Linked DNA regions of Danio rerio: region 2 is linked to region 1. A link is a contact called in public HiChIP or PLAC-seq data. All regions are on one chromosome and are shown on one strand. The core of a region is the stretch at or near the end of the contact, and the rest is flanking DNA. Distances in the headings are between cores, read along the strand shown.

The links. HiChIP or PLAC-seq counts read pairs in DNA pulled down with a chosen protein or histone mark.
Region 2: a contact with region 1 is called in an H3K4me3 HiChIP or PLAC-seq map of gastrula embryo, with 3 times the contacts expected there. The contact joins the promoter of engase here to the promoter of suz12a in region 1. A contact is called at or near these places in 2 of 4 datasets of contacts at active chromatin or transcription factors (embryo and gastrula embryo).

Annotation. Positions count from the first base shown.
Region 1 is chr3:34,721,291-34,725,998 of GRCz12tu, reverse strand. suz12a (SUZ12 polycomb repressive complex 2 subunit a) reads left to right here and starts at 2,225. Exons shown (of 16, transcript NM_001003529.2): 1 at 2,225-2,623; 2 at 3,228-3,274; 3 at 4,006-4,070; 4 at 4,279-4,347; 5 at 4,435-4,484. The coding sequence starts at 2,452.
Region 2 is chr3:35,008,245-35,013,647 of GRCz12tu, reverse strand. engase (endo-beta-N-acetylglucosaminidase) reads left to right here and starts at 2,306. Exons shown (of 14, transcript NM_001080578.2): 1 at 2,306-2,457; 2 at 2,550-2,626; 3 at 4,804-5,005; 4 at 5,093-5,241. The coding sequence starts at 2,354.

The sequences.
Region 1 (4,708 bases), core at 976-3,475:
AAATTATGCTACCGTGACACCTTATCAAACAAATCAAATTGCAAAAAGGATTGTTAAATACAATATAGTATCACTTTACAATGAGATCCCATAGTAAGTTAAAGCGTTATCTAATGCAAACAATGAGAAATAGGTACATTTGTTACAGAAGTTGTTACAAATGTTGTAAAATAGCATTATTTTTTTGTTACTAATTACAACTTTTTATTTTAATGACTTATTAAACATCAGTTAACAATTTCACATAATTTAACATTAATGCTTATGCATAATAGGCCTATAAAGAATCTGAACATTGAAGATGTTTGTCTGAACAATTCCTCAAGAACAAGGAGCTGTGATGAACAATCTATTTTTAATATAGACCCTTTTGAGATATGTAAACAATCACAATGGTCCTGACGTATTTCCTGTTTTACATTTTAAATTTAAATAGCTTCTGCGAGCCAAAAAGTTCCACATATTCATAAATATTGTTATGATAGCTGTTATAACATCAAGTTATGATTGAACTCTCACCAGTAGTGGAAAAAGCACTGAAATATCATGCTCATGTAAAAGTACCTTTACTTGCCTAAAAATGAAGTGCAGGTAGAGTACTGGGTATCTGTTGTAAGTATTACTCAAAGTATGAGTAAAACTAGACCTTTCTAAAGTTCTCAAGAGTGTGTATTACGCTGTGATAAGCTGATGCATTTACATGTAATTTGTGAATGTGTGTAAATGTACATTGTGAATGTGTGTACACAACGTCATAAGACGTTAATATCAAGTTAGATTTAGGATGTGATATCGGGTGACTAATATTAAATGTCTAGCCCGTGTCTAAGGACAATTGGTTGATTTCAGATTGTGTTGGAAAGTGACCAAAGTCTGAAGTTAAGCCAACATCTTAAACCAACGTCAGATTAACGTCAAATACTATTATTTATTCGTCAGGTATGGCAACCAAAATCCAACATCTGATAGACGTCACAGTGGTAACATCCACACAACGTCAAGCCGTAACTCTTAGACATTGATATTTGCTTGATTTTAGGTAGGACGCTGGACATTGACATTGGCCTGATGTTGGGTTCTGACATGAACCCCACTTTCATTTTCAAACAAACTGCAACGCCCCCATCACAATAGGGTACAATGTCAATCTGACGTCATGTTGATGTCTTGTGCCTGCTGGGTGTTTGAAGCCATTTTAGTCATCGTACAGTAATCATCCGTTATCTTCTCATCAGTGACATGCATCTAAACAGTCTCTTGGTCAATGTATGTAAAGATTTTGCACATCTTCTTGGACACTTTTAATGCTTCCAAACAGTTTACTGCAATTATAAATCACCCATGTCTTGAGGACGTTCAGAAAGATGACATTTACCTCTTTACTTCTATATGCGATTTGATTGAACAGTAATCACAGAACTGATTTTTCTAATACCCATTGACAGGAATAAAAATAGTGACTGCAGGTTGAAGGAAAGTAGTGGAGTAAAAGTACCGATACTGCAGTAAAACTGTACTCAAGGTAACGTAAAAGAACATATTTTAGTAACTAACTTAAATTTTAATTTCTGAGAAAATCTACTTAAATACAGTAGTTGGAGTATTTGTGATTTGTTACTTGCTTGTTACAGATATGAAATAGTTGACAACAACCAGGAAATGTTCATGGCCTAATGAAATCACCATATTGAATTGGTACATAGTTTATAATAAACAATTATTCACTGTACATAGAAGTGCCCACCATAACAGTATCATGAATGGTAAAAATCTAACGAAGCATATTACTGAATATCTTGCAATCATCAACAACATATTTCCTACTCTGATGATCTTCTCGCCCGCTCTGCTCCGAAAAAACGAATTTCCCGCGAAAACATAATAAGCGAAACGGAAGGCAGCGGCGAGCACAGTGCACACTCTCTACCAAACTTGACTGTAATGTTCAAACTCGAGCTTTTATCAGCTGTGTGCAATGCATTCAAGAAGGAGGGCGGGTAATATTCACAGCACTTTCGACTTTAGGCTGTTTCCCTGAGGGGCTTCTGGGTTTACTTGTAACATTATATTCGTGTATACAGACCACAGCGGAAGTTTTCCTGTAGCCAAACAGCAGTGAAGCGCATACATTTAAGCATACTTTCTGCCGCGTTTGTTTTGTAGTCCGTCGCGTGGAATCCAAATTACACATGATCCGGTAAGAGTTCACTAGGCGATCGCTTTTGGGACGTTATTACCCTGTTTTTCCTAATTGTCTACGTGCATTCGTGTTGTCGCCAATTCCATCCGGTCTGCAAATCAGCCTGAACTGCTCGTGGATGTTAACTGTTACTTTGTTGAGGGGGCGAACCGGTCTCGGCTGCTCTCCCTTTGTTTGGGCTCAGGACTCGGCTGAATCCGCTGGGCTTCCGTTTCAAACGTCTCGTTCGACCCCACGAACGCTATTTTAGGATGGCTCCACAAAAGCACGGCTCGGGTGGGAATGGTTTTTATGGCAACAGCGCGAGTAAAGCCGCTAATGGAGGAGCTCACGCATCGTCCGGTGTTGTGATGACTTCAGTCAAGCGACTCAAGATGGAGCAGATCCAAGCCGACCACCAACTCTTCCTGGAGGCGTTCGAGAGTAAGTTGGTCTAATTTTAACTTTTTACCCCGTTTGCTTTGGAAACATTAAAAAATGTTGTTTTCTAGCACAAGTAAGGGTATACAGTTGTACGAATGCACTCACTCCTCGCTTGAAGGCTAAACAATAACATTACTAACCGGCAAATTGCGTTTAGTAGTATATTAAATGCTTAAATGTTACTTTTGACGAGAGTTTTAGGTGTCATGTTATGGATTTCGTCAGAATTGAGGGATATCATTTTTGGATGGTTGTGTAGGCCACATCCTTTATGAAAATTAGACACGTGCAAGAGATGACACGTGCTTTAATGCGTTTAATCATTTCAAAATGTCATTGAGAGAGGTGTTGTTACACAAAAAAAGACACAAACAACCATGAATAACCCAAAACCTTTGAAAAGCTATGCTGTAGTTTTGACTTTTTTTAGACTGGCTAAGACAAGTTGTTTTGCTAAACTGTGGCCAATGATTGATTTGCAGAAGTTGTAAGATAATAATGTTTATTTTGTTCATGTAACTTGATGCATAAATTTTGACATAAACATACTTTTCATGAATCTGCATCTGTCAACATCATTATGATTCTTCTCTTCTGTTTACAGAACCAACTCAAATATACAGATTTCTTCGCACAAGGAATCTCATAACTGTAAGTAGGCTATAATCAATGATATTATGTCATTTATATTGTTTATAGTGAAGCAATTACACTGAAATGTCAACCTTGCCATGAAAGAAAATGTTTTCACCAATATCGCAAAACCCTTGCTAGGTTTTTTGTGTTGGCTTGTATTTTACAGTACTGTAAAAATAATCCAATGTCTCTGGCAATGTTTTCAAACTATTAAATTTAATTTCCAAAGTCACACAAATGGCAATTTTACACCTGTCACATTTATAACAGAGAGGCGTCGCATCCATAACCCAAGCTTTTTCCTTATAAATGCAAAAAATGTCAAGTAAAATCAAATAAATCATTTTTGTACTATAGAGATTCAACCCCTATCCTTTTGATTATCATTATTTCTTTGGGGTTGTACAGTTTAATTCACAGAATTTCTACAAAGTATGTTTTATACTGCAAACCTGCTAACCTTTTTGGTCACATTCATAACGCATGTTTATTTCCCTCATTGTAAATATAAAAATGTTTGCAGATTGATATTTTTCTGATTCCATAACTCTGTGGTTAGTTTTGTAAATATAAATGGATGTTTAAATATAATGTTAACATATACTTTCTCTATAAATTTATGTATTGAGTTTTACTGCAAATGTTACATCTATAATGCTGGAATTGCTCGTTGACTCAAGGTGAAAAACTTGGACTTTCCTGCCACAATAATTTTTAATTAATTTATTTTTTTCCTTTTCCATCAGCCAATTTTCCTGCACCGATCTCTTACATATATGTCCCACAGAAACTCGCGAACTAATTCAAAAAGGTAAAACAATTACATGTGAATCTTAATCTCTTTGTTCGTCAAAAGGCCACACCTTTCATTTCCTTACACAGGCCTGACAAATGTGTGACAATTTGCATGTTGACAAATGCACTGCAGCTGTTTAATGTTCTTCAGTTGCTGTAAGATAAGTTGCATATCAAAGAGCTAAACAAAATAACCAAATGTTTGCTGGCGTCTGCTGTTTTAGAAAGAGCTTCAGTTTGAATGATCTGCTGTTTAAAGTGGAGAAGTCAAAAGTGGATCCAGAATCTCACAAGTAAGCTGTTTTTGATTCAGATTTATTTTGTTTGCTTACTGTCTCAGTGCATACAGAAGTTTTAACTGCAGTCTTTTTGCTGTGCAGTTTGGCTTCAAACCTTCAACTCACTTTCACTGGATTCTTCCATAAAACTGGTGAGCTAAAATTAAGGTTTTGAGTGCAAATCATAATACTTCTGTTTAGGGCTAGGCCGATAAACGATATATCGAATTGCAATAAAATTTATGTCCATAAGCTCTGGACTTTTTTTTTTTTACTCTATATTGATCTAAGAGCAACTTACACAGCAGAAATGTGCAACAATGGAAATCTAAAAATGTGTTTATTAGAGATGTGCTAAATATTTGGCCAGTGAAAA
Region 2 (5,403 bases), core at 1,057-3,556, 290 kb before region 1:
TAGTAATGTGGGACAGCTGTACATTCAGAACAACACATCAACAATGGCTGTCCTGACTGAATTCAAAGCCATCAAAAGCTGCATGTTTTGCATCATCAATATAAATAAATTAAGGACTTTTCAGAATAGCAATCAATGTAAACAAGCTCAATGGCCCTTTATGGAAGTATGCCTGTGCAAAAGGAAATAGGAAAAGAAAGACAGGAAATAATTTGGAGGACTTGACAAATTCAAAACATGTCCCTGCAGACCAACAACAGAACTTTTAACAGAAGTTGCTTTAATGGGATAGTTTCCCCAAAAAATCTATATATACTCACCCTTGGGTGGTTCCAAGGCTTTATGAGCTTATTTTTTCCCCTGTTAAACAAAAATTAAGATATTTTGAAGAATGTTAGAATCTGGTAACCATTCACATTCATAGGAACATTAAATACCAAGGAAGTCAATGGCTATTGGTTTCCAACATTCATTCATTCATTCATTCATTCATTCATTCATTCATTCATTCATTCATTCGTTTATTTTTCTTCAGCTTAGTCCTTTATCAGGGGTCGCCACAGCTGAAAGAACCATCAACTGTTCCAGCATATGTTTTATGCAGGGGATGCCCTTCTAGCCACAACCCTACTGAGAAACACCCATACACACTCACATTCACACACACACACTGATACACTACATCCAATTTAGTTCATTCAATTCACCGTATTGCGCATGTTTTTGGACTGTGGGGGAACATGCAAACTCCACAAACTCCATCTCTTCAAGTAACGTATGAAGTTAATTCTTAAATTGTGAGATTTGATTCATACACTTCATGTAGACTAATACAATAAAGGAAAACAATGATATTATGTGAGTTCAGGAAAGACCATGTTTCAGGATGTGTTGATGAAAATGAAACCCCCAGATTTCCATGACATTCATAGCATGTTAAAAGCCCTCGATTCAGAATGCAGGCCCACATGACTGATGAAAGAGGAATAAAACAGAAGAGATTTATTGTTCGACTGACAAATGGATGTCCATTCTACATAGAGAGAATAGATATGAGAGGTGTTTTAACATTCTGGATGGAGACAAAGAGGACAAAGAGTGTGAATTATTTATGAACTGATACATTTTAGCACTCTTTTAATTGCGAATACCTTTATTATTACAAATTATACATGATGGCTATTAAAAATTGTTATTGTAATCTGCTTGATCACTTGCTTTAGATTATGAAATCTGATTTTGAATAACTTTTCAATTATTTCTGACCTAACTATTTATTAAGGTTGTTATGAACGTAATAAAATGTGTCAAACATTAAATAACGACTGAATAATGAAGATTTGGTACACATCGTCAAGTCAGCTATCAAAATTACTCATCTCAAACACCTCAAAAACATCTAGAAGCAAGCTCAACCAGTTAATATGCATGACATTTATATTTACAAAGTGAAAAAATATTAAAATGCACTTATTTCTTGAAAGGATATTTAAAGTAAAAAAATTATAAGAATCAATAAATCACTTATAATTTATTTAGCATTTTCTAAATGATTTGTAATAAAAAAGCAAGTAATAACTGTATTATGATTATGCATATTCCATATAAACTCTGTTGCTGCTCAAAATTGATTCCATTTTTAAAAATCATGATTCATGGATGTTGATTAGATTTTGTTTAGTTATTGTCCTGTTTATTGTAACTAAAAGTAGTTTTAACTCTAAAAATCCCTTCAAAATGCATGTTAAATGGCTTCTCTTATAAAAAATGGGCTATTTAACAGCTATACTTCACAGAAATATATTTACAATTGCACTATAGTATGCATGTGTATGACAAGTAGACATTAAAGATTGGTAATAAAGTTTTCCAAACAATACTAATCCAAATATTTTCTAGTACTGCCTTTTGTAGCGATACTATAATCAAATATAAAACCATTTAATATCTATCTATCCATCCCTCCAATAATCCATCTAAACATTGCTTAAAATTGACTGTCAGAAAAGCTAATGACTTATGCTTATATGTAATTGTGTTTACTATTTTGATTGAGTAGCCTATTCAATAGCCTACCTTTAAAAACACAACAAGACTCCCTTATAAACTAAATAAATAAAAGTTTAAATAGTAACCTAGTTTTACATTTGAAGCTCAAAAATAATCTCTTCTGGCCTCTGGTGGATATACAGTAGAGAGCTTTACGCATGATCTCTGTCCAGCACGTATGGTTGGACTCTCATTCAGCCAATCAGAGCTCACGCGGAAGCTGCGTCTGCTCTTTTAGTTTACCACAGTGACGGGTAAAAATAGAAAGTACCTGTAAACTAGCTGTCCTTTGACGGTTTGTAAAATGGAGAGTGTTTCTACAAAAGGCAAAGACAACATGATAGCTCGAAAACGAAAAAGTAACGTTAGTGAAACGACAAGCGGCAAGATACCTAAGGATGATGTCAGGTAACTTCGCCTTTTATGAGTTATGGTTGACAGAAAGCATCAATTTATTTGCATTGTAACTTATTTGTTAATGTAATGCGATGTTTGTATAGCTCTGAGTCCTGCCTAGATCAACCAGCTGATGAAAGTGTTCATGAAGTCGTAACATTCGAGCCATCCACGCTGCCATGTAAGTTCCTCTATGAAATTAAGTTACTCTACTGTTACCTTATTACTCTACTGTGTTGGGTGGGGGGCCAACTTCATGACGGTTTTTTAACATCAGTTCAAGCACCACAATGTGAAATTATACAATCTCATGCTTTGGATGCTTTTAAGGTACAATGCATCACTGTTTCTCAACCACGTTAATGGAGGACCACCAGCTCTGCACTTTTTCTGTCTCCTGAACCAAACACACCTGATTCAGATCATCAGCTTATTAGCAGGGACTGAAAGACCTGTAATGCGTGTGACAAAGCAGACATCCAGAACCAGTGTTGATGGTGCTCCAGGAACGTGGTTGAGAAACACTGACGTACATGAATGTTAAATATAAATGAAGTCATGTAAAATTTGGTGTCATCAAAGTACCTCCCTTTATAAAGTTGTCGAAAAACATAAAATAATTCCAACAGCAGACCATTAACTTACTACATGTTGGACCAATTTGGATTCTCATATAAGCAATTGCATAGATTAAATAGGCATAAGAGGCTGCACAATGCAAACATGTTGGATTGTTTTTGTTAACAATCTGCAAGAAAAGCATTTCATACAATATTTAAGCACATTGTTTTGTCTTTATTGTGTGAAAAAACACTTTCCACAGTTTCAAATGATGTCTCTTATCTGTAAGATCCAAAAATTGTTAAATCAAGACTCTCTCATCTTTAACATTGCATGTTGTGCATTACAGTTTTACTCAATTGCTTTGGCTCAATTCTCTATTGAAATTTTTATTTTTCTAAACAACAAGTTTAGATGTTTGAACAATTAACCTATTGTTAACTTCAGATTGGCTTTTCTTATTGATTTAAGCAAATTGCAAACAGCAAGTACAAATTTCTGTAGATTGGACAAAAAACTAATTGCATATGGCCTGTTGATTATGATTATTACTGATGAGTCAATTCTCTATGTTTGTCAATTATCTATGTTTAAGTTTGGTGTATGTACATAACACTTCACGCATCACAATCACTACACTAACAGTCCTGCAGCAACATGCTTATGGATGAGCAATTGGAAAAAGTGTAACCTCTGGCAAGGCTAACAAGAGCGACAGGATGTCCACCAAGAATATATTTTTTTCATGAATGATATTTTGTAGTTTTTTGTGTATTTGTTGTAACATACGAAATATGAAATATACAGAATAGAGTAATTGGACAAGCAAGACTACACTTTACATGTTATACACCTGTACAAAATAAATGTACTGTATAAATACAAATATTCATTTATTTTTCATTCATTTGTATGTACTAATCACTCTTCAAAACAAATATCAGATTTTTTAAGCCTTAATTTCCATGGTTGACTGTTATGGTGAATAAACAACCAATCATTTTGAGCTGTGTGGCTCACATAATAACAAATACACTTTCTGTTTTGGTGGCCTTGGCCAAATTACTGACACAATAACTAGGTTTTGAAGCAGTAATGAAATGTTTTGGGTGAGTAACTAAATTTTGCAGACATGCAATAAAGTTCTGAAGTTCCAGCTAACAGTTTTGAGATTTACATTCATAGTTTAGAGAAAAACTGAAATAACGTAACGCTGCAGCCTTTAATCTGTTCACAGCTCAGTTTAAATGTCCCACAAACATATTTTTGCATATCTAAAGGAATTTTTATATTGGAACGCAAGTGAAGTACAATATCTTAATTTTAACAACAGGTAATAAAAAAGCAACCAACTGCTATATCACAGTTATGACTATTGACCACGAAACCAGGCTATTATTTATTGAAATTTTTACATCACTTGATAGCTGAATAAATAAACATTCTATTTATGTATGTTTTGCTGGAACAGGACAATATTTGGCCTATTATTACTGTGTGAATGTAAGGAATCTGAGAGTTCAAAAATCAAAATTGCCTTTAAATTGGTCACATTTCTAATAAAAAAATCTTATTTGACATGTTTAAAGTAGGACATTTTCAACAAACATTCTTAGAAGACTATCTTTACTCAGTATTATAATGATTTTGGCATAAAAAAGAAATTAATCATTTTGGACCATACAGTTTATTATTGGCAACATAAGACTGGCTTTGTGGTCCTGGATCACAAATATGTATGGAATTTAAGTTTATTATATATTTTTTTACTTTTGTTATAATTACCCTGTCTGGCAGCAGTCCACTATGATCCTGACACAACGGAGCCCATCAGCTGCAGTCTGAAGTCTCTCGATGAGCTGCTGTCATGGAAAAGAAATGAAGCAAGTATATTTAATGTGTCCAGTGTGCCACTGGCTAGCAGGTATCCTCCACTCGAAAGCTGCCCAAGGAGGACACTGGTGTCCCATGACATGATGGGAGGCTATCTAGAGGACAGGTATAACCCAGAGTTTGACTTTAGCCTTGTGATGTCAGTTGTTTGTCCAGCTTCCAGCATGTTCATGGCCCTGTTCTTTCTGCTGAGGTTCATTCAAGGTGCAGAGGTAGAGACTCCATATGCCTTCTATCACTGGGAGTATATTGACATCTTTAACTACTTCAGTCATCAAATGGTAACCATTCCTCCTGCGGTCTGGACCAATGCAGCACACAGGCATGGAGTACTCTCTATTGGTAGGTTGGTGCTCTCTATTTCATACTGAAAACGTATTAGCATTGTTTTTAAAAACCTTACAAACCTGTTTGAGTTTCTTTCTTCTGTTGAACACAAAGGAATATATTCTAAAGAATGTTGGAAAAAACAGCCTTTGCCTTCACTGGTGCCTTTGACAATGC